2 separate regions of the Mus musculus genome follow, and region 2 is linked to region 1. The links are chromatin contacts, called in public HiChIP or PLAC-seq maps. All regions are on one chromosome and are shown on one strand. Each heading gives the region's core, a stretch centred on a gene start, on an enhancer-like site or on the middle of the called end of the contact. The rest is flanking DNA. Distances are from core to core; before and after follow the strand shown. Region 1 holds the start of BC106179 (cDNA sequence BC106179). Region 2 has its middle 18 kb from the start of Sst.

Region 1 (5,531 bases), core at 283-2,782:
CTCACTGTCCTCTGCCTGCTTCTCTGCTAAACACAAAAGGCACAGTCACTTCCACGGGAATCATACATAATAGATAAATTAATTAAATAAAATCAATGAAAAGAATGCTTCGTTCTGTACTGAGGGGCTCAGAAGCAGCTGACTACAAGAGACACTCTCCTCCCAGCGGGGCTGATGTCAACAGCCCCAGCTTCTGCCCGAACAAAGGCTTCTTAGCGCCCGCAAAACATCTAAGCCTCTCCAGTTGGCCCTAGTTCAATTTGAGAACAAGAGGGCAGCCAGGAGAGCAGAGCAAAGTTATGAAGCGGGACAGGCTGAGAAGTGGGGGAAATGCTAAGTCCCTCTTCTCCACTAAAACAGAGAACTCTAGAAAGGTATAATGGAAGGGCGCAGTTTCCAATTTGAATTATTTTCTTTGTTTCACTCCGCCCTGCCTGAGGCTACTGCCTTTTAAGCCGACCGCAGAATCCTCTGGATGAAGGCCGAGCAGTTGGAAGACCCAAGGGGCTGAACTCTCAGACCTCAGCTTCCTGCCTGTAAAATTAAAAAGGTTCCCTAGCTGTCGCCTGGATTTTTTCAATAACAAAGGTACACGGTTGAAGGCTGTCCAGTTGTCTTCAGAGACAGGTTAGTCTCCACAGGGACTACTCGAGGTGCAGCATCAGATTGGTAAAATGCTGTCACTCCTGCACAGGTCGCCTAGGATCCGTTCACCGCCCCCTTCCTGTCCTCAACTTTTCCTCAGAGCTGACAAGCCCAGACCTCAATACGCTAAAAATCCGGCTGCGTGAGCAGAGTGAAAGTTAAGGGGAAAGCACAGCAAACAGTGGACCTACCTCTGCGAGCCTCCGATACGTCCCCGTCTAGACGAGGGGCCCCCGTTGGCCTTGTGTGGCCAGGGCCAGTGACACCTGAAATGTCTAGCCACAGGGAGCTCCCAGGCGAAGAGCAAGCAAAACCCAAGACCTCACTGGTGGATTTTGTTAAAATGAACTATTCTTTCAGCAAGCTAGGGAGGCGCTCGAGATTCCCCAACAGGGGCAGTCGCCAGTGCACGGGGACAATGGTGTGTCGGGCAGGGTCTATTTTAGAAGGGTACCCTACAGATCCTTAGTTCAGCCCACGACTCTTAAGAAAATCTCGAAGAAGAGATGAGGGCTTGTAGGTTTCACCTCCAAACCCGTGCCAATGGGTGAAGCATACGTGTGGGTGGGGTGGGGGCTTTTTGTCGGCTCTTTCTTGTTTGTATTTTCTTTTTCCTTTAAAAATCAACAGGTTTAGTCCGTCCCTTCACAGAGCACCGCTGCGAAAGGTCCCCACCTCTCCAGCAGTAGTAGGTGGCCTCCAAGCGCCGCACCCGTTGGTTTGGCTGGAACAATAACCTGACCAAAAGAGGTTCAGCCGGGGCACACGTGCGTTTGTTGTGGTGCCTGCGCTCCCCCTCTCCTTCCACCGGGCTTGTTTTCCTGCTCTGTTACCAAAGTGGGCAAGATCTAAAGAGACCCTCACTCCGCGAGTCAACGCCTTACACAATACAGACGCTGCAGTGTAGGTTCCTGCGTCCCCGCACACGTGGGTTTGTTATGGGTGCGCAGGCTGGCGTGCCGGGGGGTGGGGGTGGGGGTGGGGGATTAGGGAGGGGAGGCCAAGGCGGTCCCTCCCCTGGACCCGCGACAGACATCCCCAGCCCGGGGCGGCGGCTCCTACTCCCGCAGCTAGGGCTGCCTCTCAGCGCACCCCTGCACTCCTTCTTCAGACCCGTGCCGCCCGCCTCGCCCCTACTCACTTGCAGCTCTCTCAATCGGGAAGGCGGCTGCGGTCGCTGAGCCCACCGAGCGCTCGCACGGCGCGCAGTCCGATTCCCTTTGTTAGGGTCGGGCAGTGCCAGGGCGGCTCCCCAACCCAGGCTGGCGCTCAACTCCACTCCCCCAGGTGCCTCTGGATCTTGCCGGGCCGAGGGAGAAGAGCCCGGGACTCAAGCTCCGAGTGAGTCCCCTTGAGAACGGATCTTCTGGGAAGCAGAGAGGGAGCACAGATGAGGGTACAGAGGACCGGGAAGGAGGGAAGAAAAGCACGGCAGACCGGCGGGAGGACGCTTGGTCTCCGTTATGCAAATAGAGTCGTTAAAACTAGAAAAGTGCTCTATCACACCGGTCCCAAACCATCCTGGCCCTCTGGAGGTCGCTAGCGAGCAGGCTCAAGGTTAAAGGTGCCTGCTTAGGGCTCCCCGTAATGCAGGGAATCTTGCAGTCTGTCCACAAAGAGCAAGCCTTTGGGGCGGAGCAATGCGGCAGGCAAGGAAGCCCAAATGCTGCCTCCACCCCCACCCCCTGCGTGTCCCGATGGATTGGATTCAGTGTTATCTGGCGAAAACGTTCTTACCAGAGTGCTTGTCCTGGCTCTGCACAGGGTGATCCTGATCAAACAAGTCATTTAACCCCTGTGAAAACTCAAATTTTTATGTAGGACACATACATCTTAGACTGTAGTATTTAGAGTTTAACAAAAATCCCCCAACATTAAGTGTATCCTGTACACAGCCTTGTCAAACTTTTTTTTTTTTTTTTTTAGATGTTCTGGAGTCCTGCGACCTGGAACTCTCACAGTAGGTACGCAGGCAGGCAGGACCCGGTTACAAAGGTAAAGACAGCCGGGCACCTTCCTTCCACTGGGCTTAGGATACGGCTGCTGGAGAAGTCAGGAGGAAACATCTTGTTGAAGAAGCAGTCTGGCAGTCTGACCATCTCTGATTACCCACAGACCACTTCCGAAAGACTGAAAACTTTCCTCTGTAAGAGAACTGGAAGCCACCATCTGGCCGCTCCTTCGGTCCTTTCTATCCTAGAGAAGAGATTTGACTACTCTGAGGCAGTAATCACATCCCAAATATCCACCTCTGAGCTGGGAGAGGAATCAAATAGAGCTCCAAGAACGCAGAAAATTGCTGGTCTGGGTTTTCTGTGTAGCAAAATAGCCTCTACAGTAAGATTGCTGGAGCCAGGACCAGAGCGTTCTCTTCAAGTCCAGATAGCCGCTTCCCACCACCAACCTGGGAAAGAAAAGATTGCCGCCTCCTCCCCAGCACCTGTCTTTCAGATTGTCTTCCTCCATCCTTTGATTCTGAGCCCCTAGCTGCTCACCCTCCCCCAGCTGCTCTGGAGCCAGAGACCCAAATCAGAAAGTGCCAGACAGTGAATTCAGTTCTGTGGCCAAGAAGCTATTTGTTCTTGGGTGAGTTCCACAGTCTTTCTGGGCCATTCTTTCCTCTTCTGCAACATGGAGAGCTAGAAGACAGCACTAAGGATCATGTTTACACGAAATGATTTATGTGGAGCAAGTAACGTAGAGTCTAGCCTACTGAGCATGCTCATAATAGTGCACTCTGCTGTGAGCCAATGAAAGCAGACCCCGGGTGACTGTTTCTGAAAGGGTGCTAACTGAAAGTCGAAGATTTTGTTCTACATTAAGAGGCCATTAAACGATTTTAATGCATGGCTCACAGTGCATCCTTGTGCTTTAGGTAGATTCTTCGGTCGCGGTTCTTGAAGATGGAAACAGGAGCGAGGACTTTAAGTGAGAATCTCAGACTGACTTGGGAGCTGACAGACAGTGGAGATCGCTTAAGCACCTGAACTGTGACGCTGACACAGGAAATGAAGAAAAGGCATCTAGACAAGAATCACCAAAGACACAGTGCTGGTTTCAGTGTTATACACAGTAAGGTGTTAAACCCACTTGTGGATGAGGAAATTAAGTCACCCAGGCCCTTGAGAAATCTCAGTATCCCTCACGTTCATTGAAAGCCTCAATCCTTTCTTTCAACCTCCCTCTTGTTTCCACTCAATTTAAGAACTAAGAACCATACAATAGGAAAGAGACTCTTTTAAAATGGGATACAGCATCTACTCTTAAGTTCTATTTTCTAGAACTCTAACCAGTCAATGGGGGGGAAAGGGAAGGGGTTCACTCTGGGTTTTGAACTTGCCACATTGATAATACCCACACACTGTGGCAAACCTAAAAAGAAGCCCTGGGGGGGGGGGGGGTCTAGAACAGATAAATAGACATGTAGGGATATTCCCAGAAAAACTGCAGGGGCATCACCATCTGGTAGCTTTCCAAAGTGGCTCTTTCATCAGTAAGGCCTTCTGACCTGCAATGAGAGACAAAATGTTGAACTATATCTCAGGACTATAGAGCTGCAGGCTACAGGAATATAGTTCATCATGCTGGTCGGGGACTATAGATTGTCAGGCTATAGGAATGTAGTTCATCATGCTGGTCGGGGGCTATAGAGATGCAGGCTATAGGAATGTAGTTCATCATGCTGGTTGGGGGCTATAGAGCTGCAGGCTATAGGAATATAGGTTATCGTGCTGGTTGCTTTCCTTAGAAGTCCACATTCCATAACTTCTGCTCCCACTATCTGAATGTACCCTCCATTCCTATGCTGAAATCTCAACCTGCACTCAATGGATAGCATTAGGAGATGAGATCTTGGAGAGGCAAATAGTCATGAGGGCAACATTATCTTGAATGAGACCACTTACCAAGGAGACACAGGCATGTCCTTCTACCTCATTAAGAGAAGCTAAAAGGCACCAGCTACAGACAAGATGTCTGTCCTCACCAGTTGCCAAAGCTGATGTCACCTAGACCTTGGGCCTACTAGACTTCAGAATGATGAAGAATATATTTCCAAGTGCTTTAAATCACCTAACTTGTGGTGGTTTTGTTGCTGCATTCTTTATTATTATTATTATTATTATTATTATTATTATTATTATTATTATTATTAGGTATTTTCCTCGTTTACATTTTCAATGCTATCCCAAAGGTCCCCCATACCCACCCCCCCCTTGTTGCTGCATTCTTAATAGACTTAGACAGTCCCTCGGTGTCTTAGGTCCTGTCCTTCACAGTAATCATTTCAGGCCATTTACTGGTGAGTATAAATGAGGTGTTGCTTTGTAATAGTCACAACAAGCCACTGGCAAACAGTATTTCTGAGGTGTTCTTGAGAAATACCTTGGCCGCAAAGGATGTGGGAAGCAATTGAAAGTTTCCTCCTAAATCATTTTTTTCCAACCCCACTACATATGCTCCCAAAGACCTAGAAGAGGTTATCACTTAGGGAAGTGCACTTTCTACCCTGAGCACCCGTAGCACACGTTGTCCAATAGGAGGCTGGGCTCTGGGACCCAACAAACTGTGTTCTACATGTGCTGCCCATGTTGTTCCTCAGTGTGGCCAAGCTCGAGGGTGAGGCTCATATACCAGGGAATTACAAGAAGCCCAAGTAAGAAAACAGAATAAAACAGCAATGTCTCTGGGCACCAAAGAGGGCTTCTGCTGCTTGCTGAGTGGCACAGATGAGCCAATGGACTATCGGGGACTAAGGAGAAGATGACAAAGTCTCTTGAGAGTAGGTCAGTAGCCACGGATGGGAAGGAACCAGCCCATAGTACAGCAAGCAGCGACCTGCCAACTCCAAAATAGAAAAGAAGTTTAGCTACGGTATAGCCAGGATA
Region 2 (5,733 bases), core at 1,573-4,072, 680 kb before region 1:
TGCGCATGAGCACACCCAGTAGAATATTAGCTTTCCACTGATTATGAGCCTGTTTGTACATGTTTGTCAAAGTGCATCTGTAGAAGATCAGGAAAAGGAAGACAGCGCTTTTTGTTTGGGAGCTGGTCTGGCACTCATAGCCAGGCTATGATGCTCCTCTGCTAAGCACAAATAATTTCAGAGTGAACCATTCTGATTTACAGCCATGACGGGATGGCGAACAACCAAGGTAAGGTCAAGGATACTCCAAAATTATATCTGGACATGACAGAAGTATGGATGTTATTTAAACCATAAAAGCCCCCCTTTTCCACATCCTGGACAAAAGAATGGTTGCCATTTCTTTATAATCATGTCTCTGCTTCCTTCCCCTTTCAGTTTGTAGATAAGAGTCACTGAGGTCTTTACCCTCCAGCGTTATCCAGCTCAGAGTAAACCTCCATTTAGAGGAACACGTCTCCTAATATAGTTCCGAAAGTTACAGTTTGTCCTCTGGGAGAACCTCTTACTGAGGTGCTGAGGCTCTCATATGCACGTCTGTCTCTTTCCAGTGAATCAGAAACCCGGCATTCATTCAGTGACAGGTGTGTTTCTCATGGGTTTTGTCCAAGAGAACTGAACAAGAGATCCCTCTCTTCTTCCAATGTTCACGAGTCTCTTCCAGCTCAGTGAAATTAAACATAACTAAACAAAAATATAACTGAGAAAAAAATTAAAAATAACTGGAATATTCCAAAATGTATTTGGAAATTTGAAAACCTCATTAGGTCTCAGGATTAAAAATAAAGTATGATTTCTGATTATTTAGAAGTTAAGGAGAAAAGACAGACATAAAATTATATGTTTTTATCAAATAAACCATTTAAACTGATGCCATAACTCCTAAAGAAATAGAAGTCATTAAAAGCCTCCCAAACCAAATATGTATATGCCAGGACCAGATGGGTTTAGTGCAGAATTCTATCAGACCTTCAAAGAAGACCTAATACCAAATCTCTTCAAATTATTCCACAAAATAGAAACAGAAAAATCACTACCAGTTCATTCTATGAAGCCACAGTTGCACCGTGTATTCTCCCTTGGAGATGGAACAGTTTCTGTCTAATCAGAAACTTGTCACAATTTCCTTTCATAGAGGACTTCATAAGAGATTTTTTTTCCTACTTCTGTTTACTGTTTCAAATAGATTTTTTTAAAAAAACTGGTTGAGTGCATTTTACTTTTAGCTTCAGAAGATATCATCTTGGGCGTGAACTTGGTGGATGGTCCCAAGTTCCCCAGAGGACTCTCCACGCTGCAGGCGCCCTAGCACACGCAGGATCTTGGGATCACTGAGGAGAGTCAGCCTCCAGAGAGGGCTCTGACTCTGGGACTCAGGGGAGAACACCATCTTGTATCCCGGGTCTCTCAGAGACCAGTCTGCGCAGGAGAGCGCATGGGCTGCAGAAGCAACCGAGCTTCTTGGACAGGGTCCCTTCAGGCCTTCATCCTCAGCCAGGAGACAGAGCTGAAACCCAGACCTCTGGGCACCTTCCATGCCAGAGGAGAGTCCAGGGAGGGCTCTGACCCCAGGAATCAGGCTAGCTACATCCACTGGTGCAATAGTGGCATGACTATATTGGGAGTAACCAACTCCTTTGTCTTCAGATTGGAGACTGGTTCCTTGGGAGGCAATATGCTCATCTGTTCCTTTAATCTTGATTAAAAGCCTATGGCAGAGGAGGCCATGGGCCCCAGTGGGGAACAATATACCACCATTTTCCAAAAAAGAGACTTGTCCAAGTTCTTTCCAAATATTTATGATTACACTCATAGAATACAGCCATATTCAATCTGTGGATCAGGTGCCTCTGTGTGAATACTCCTTTTGTTGTTTTTGTCTATAACAAATAGCTTGGCCAAGGAGCTAAATTTTTTGATAACAGTTTTTCATCCTCCCCTTCTCAAAATCAGTAGGTGTTACTACAGTGTTCTCTGGAATTTTCATTGATCAAGAAATATTATCTACCTAATAGATAAAGTATCTATAATATCTCACTTATATATTGCCTGATAAAATATTAAAAAAAAACCTTATTGATTCAGTAGCCTCACAGGCTGCCTTGAGAATATAAGCTAGAGAGATTGATTATAAATGTCCTGTGTAATTGTTCCTAGTAGTGATTTTGTTTGTAGATGTATGGGAGAAGAGGCCATTTACGCTGACTCTTTTTTAAAAAAAAAAAAAAACAAGTTTTTAATTAGATATTTTCTTTATTTACATTTCAAATGTTATCCCCTTTCCTGGTTTTCCCTCTGAAAACCCCCTATTCCTTACCCCCCCTCCCCCTTGCTCACCAACCCAACCACTCCCACTTCTCGGCCCTGGCATTCCTGTACACTGGGGGCATACAGCCTTCACAGAACCAAGGACCTCTCCTCCCATTGATGTCTGACAAGGCCATCCTCTTCTACATATGTAGCTGGAGCCATGGGTCTCTCCATTTGATTGGTGGTTTAGTCCCTGGGAGCTCTGGGGGTACTGGTTGATCCATATTGTTGTGCCATGCACTCCAGTTGAGTCAGCTTGACAGGCTGTGCAGCCTAAAAGCCACTCACGAGGCAGAGAGTTTCAAGGAAGCTCACCTCCTGGAGTTTTTGCGTTCTCATTCAACCACATACATATACTCTATTCCCATGTTAGTCTGGTGTATGGATCTATGAGCTCTCTTTTAATATTTTATTATAAATGCCTTTTAAGATTAAATTCTGTTATAGTGTTCCAAGGTTCCAGTAGCTGCAAGCTTGAAATCCTAGCTTGAAATCCGGCAGGAACTCAGAAAGGAAGTTACCTATTCAGTTACTAATTAAGCATTACAATAGACAGAGCCAGTGGCTCAGCTGGTCTGCAGAAAGAGCCAGGGAATCTCACTGAGATAGAAATCTTCAGTACAGGCTACATTGCATATTAAAAGCAAGTTGGTATATTTTTCTGTAGACCCAGGAAATAGGGTGTTGGGGTATTGCAATATTCATGATAAGGTCTGCTAGTGCAGAACCCCTGGTGGTGGGTTTTACAATAGACTAGTTTGCACCTAGCTCCCTTCTTTTGTGGCAGCAGCCTGGTCCCCACCTTCTTTTGATGTATACATTCCTTTTGTATTGTGTCACTGTAACTCGGTGGATTGTATGTTGCCTGGTTTCTTGTTATTCCTTTGGTATAAAAAGTTTGATGCTCGACCTGACACAATACATTCAGATTCTACACAATCTCTCCTATTGGTCTGTCTGTCATTCCCTCCGACGCTTTGCCCACCTGCCCCAGAGACCCGTTTCACGTAGACAAAGGGATCCAGAGGGTCTGTGGCATTGTTGTTCCTCCTATGGGGCTGCAAACCCCTACAACTCCTTGGGTCCTTTCTCTAGATCCTCCACCCTGTGCTCGAAATACCCAAGATACAATTCACAGACCATAGCTGGGCGTGGTGGCACATGCCTTTAATCCCAGCACTTAGGAGGCAAAGGCAGGTGGATTTCTGAGTCTACAGAGTGAGTTCCAGGAGAGCCAGGGCAATACAGAGAAATCCTGTCTCAAAAAAAATCCAAAACCCCAAAAAAACCGAACCCCCCGCCCCCCCCCCCAAAAAAAAAAGAAAGAAAAACCAATTCACAGACCACATGAAGCTCAAGAAGAAGGAAGACCAAAGTGTGGATATTTCAGTTCTTCTTAGAAGGGGAAACAAAATACCCATGGAAGGAATTACAGAGGAAAAGAGTAGAGGAGAGACTGAAGGAAAGGACACCCAGAGACTGACCCATCTGAGGATCCATACCATATATCAAACCCATATACCAAACCCAGACATTATTGTGGATACCACCAACTGCTTGCTGACAGGAGCCTGATATAGCTGTCTCCTGAGAGGCTCTGCCAGTGCCTGACAAATACAGAGGTGGATGCTCTCAGCCAACCATTGGACTGAGCACTCTGACTCTTTATATTGTTTTTAGGTTCCTGGGTCTCAGCTTTTCCTCTCTTTAATGACTTTTCTCTGTTGACTCTTATAGCAGATATGGAAGAAATCATTTACATGTTATATGAGGCTTCTTCAAATTATTTGGCCTCAGAAAAAAGAAGGATGATGTCTTGGTTCACCAAAATTTTAGTAATGACCCGTGCGCATGTGTGTGCATGTGTCATGGTGAAGCTCAGAGACAGCTTGCAAGAGTTGTCTCCTTCATTCTTCTGTGGAGTTCTGGGGACTGAACTCTGGTCATTAGACTTGGCTGCAAGCACCTTCATTTCTGAGCCAACCCGCCACCCCAGTCCCTTGGTTAAAGTATCTTTACTAGGACTTGTTGCCACATATGTGATGTCAAAGGGTCCTCACTTTGATGTGTCTCCGTCTATGGATATAGGAACACAGTAAATACAGTTTTCCATGTTCTGTTGTGGATGGGGTTAGGGTTTCTCATTGACTAACATGAAGAACCTTGTAAATGAAAGACCCACAACGTGAGAACTCCCCCATGTTCTGACTCAGGAGAGGCGACACCCTAAATCACTCACAAGAAACGGTCTTGCTGCAAACTGCAAGAGGATTTTTATTCAAGAGTGCTCTCGGGCCCACGGTCATACACCATGCAGGGGTAGAGGACTGTGGCGCCCTGAGTAGCTGGGTAAGGGGGGTATTTAAAGGAAGACACCACAACTCAAGGAAGTGGGGAAGGCGTTGTTAGAAAATACCAAAGATACCAGTTAAAAGTCCCAAGGAAGTGCAAAGTCACAAGAGTCACAAGGAATACCTGGTAATTGTGCAGGTTATCTCTCAAGACAGTTTCTAAGAGTCCCTAACAATAGCACATTTGCATAGCGGGTTCCCCAATGGTCAGGGTGACTTTCTTTGAATGAACTCTCTTTGAATCCAGGAAGTGGGTGGGTGGAGGAATGTGGCTATCTGTTTTATGATTAGCATACCTTGGAGCATTAAGTCACAGAGGTCACATTCCCAAGCCTGGGCCTAAAGGCTTAGAATTTTGTTTTTTTTACGTTATACTTTCATAAGAAGTCAACTTCAGTGCCTTGCTTTGTAGTTTGTGCAAATTCAACTTGGAAATTTGTGCAATGGCCAGATGTTCCCTGTGTGGGAGTCTATTACAGTTCCAGAGTAAGGATCAAGTTTTATTCTCCGTCATGGGATTCATCTCCAGATCTTATCTGAGGGTATAGGGGTAAAAAATCAATATCTTTTCCCTATTCTTGATTCTCAGTACAACACCAAATTTCCATCTCATACCATATGTGATTTATGGTAAGTAAAATTCACAAAGATTTCTTTCCATAAATAGGCATTAATTCTCTAACATTCTTTAGCACAACCTCCATTGGGTACCAGCTTGAGATTCCCTAATCCTAATAGATCAAGAATGTCTTTCAGTTTTATTACCATCAAGAGACACCATGATCAAGGCAACTCTCTTGCAAAGGAAAACATTTAATTATGGCTGTCTTAAAGTTTCAGAGTTTCAGTCCTAATGTGGTGGTAAGCATGGCAGCATCTAGGCAGACATGGGGCTGGAGAAGGAACTGATTGTTCTGCATCTTGATCCACAGGCAGCAAAGGAGGATTGTGTTCCACACTGGGCATAACTTGTCCTTATATAACCTCAAAGCCCAACTCCACCGTGACATACTTCTTTCAACAAGGCCATATCTGCTAATAGTGCCATTCCCTATAGCCAAGCATTCAAACA

Evidence for each region. HiChIP or PLAC-seq counts read pairs in DNA pulled down with a chosen protein or histone mark.
Region 2: a contact with region 1 is called in an H3K4me3 HiChIP or PLAC-seq map of embryonic stem cells, with 7 read pairs. The contact joins the enhancer-like site here to the promoter of BC106179 in region 1. A contact is called at or near these places in 3 of 39 promoter capture datasets (the 3T3-L1 cell line, embryonic stem cells and liver), 2 of 484 Hi-C or Micro-C datasets (cortical neurons and myocytes), 2 of 115 datasets of contacts at active chromatin or transcription factors (embryonic stem cells and forebrain) and 1 of 9 other capture datasets (embryonic stem cells).

What each region holds. Positions count from the first base shown.
Region 1 is chr16:23,221,485-23,227,015 of GRCm38.p6, reverse strand. It overlaps BC106179 (cDNA sequence BC106179), which reads left to right and starts at 1,532. Exons shown (of 3, transcript NR_152126.1): 1 at 1,532-1,548; 2 at 2,572-3,231; 3 at 3,521-5,492. St6gal1 (beta galactoside alpha 2,6 sialyltransferase 1) reads right to left here and starts at 2,276. Exons shown (of 8, transcript NM_145933.4): 1 at 1,787-2,276.
Region 2 is chr16:23,905,935-23,911,667 of GRCm38.p6, reverse strand. No RefSeq gene overlaps it. Among named protein-coding and RNA genes, the nearest start is that of Sst, 18 kb to the right of the region's middle. Within about 2 kb of position 2,822, at least 3 of the 459 cell types and tissues checked have an H3K27ac peak or open chromatin away from gene starts, as enhancers often do. A contact at or near this core is called in embryonic stem cells, where this site is marked.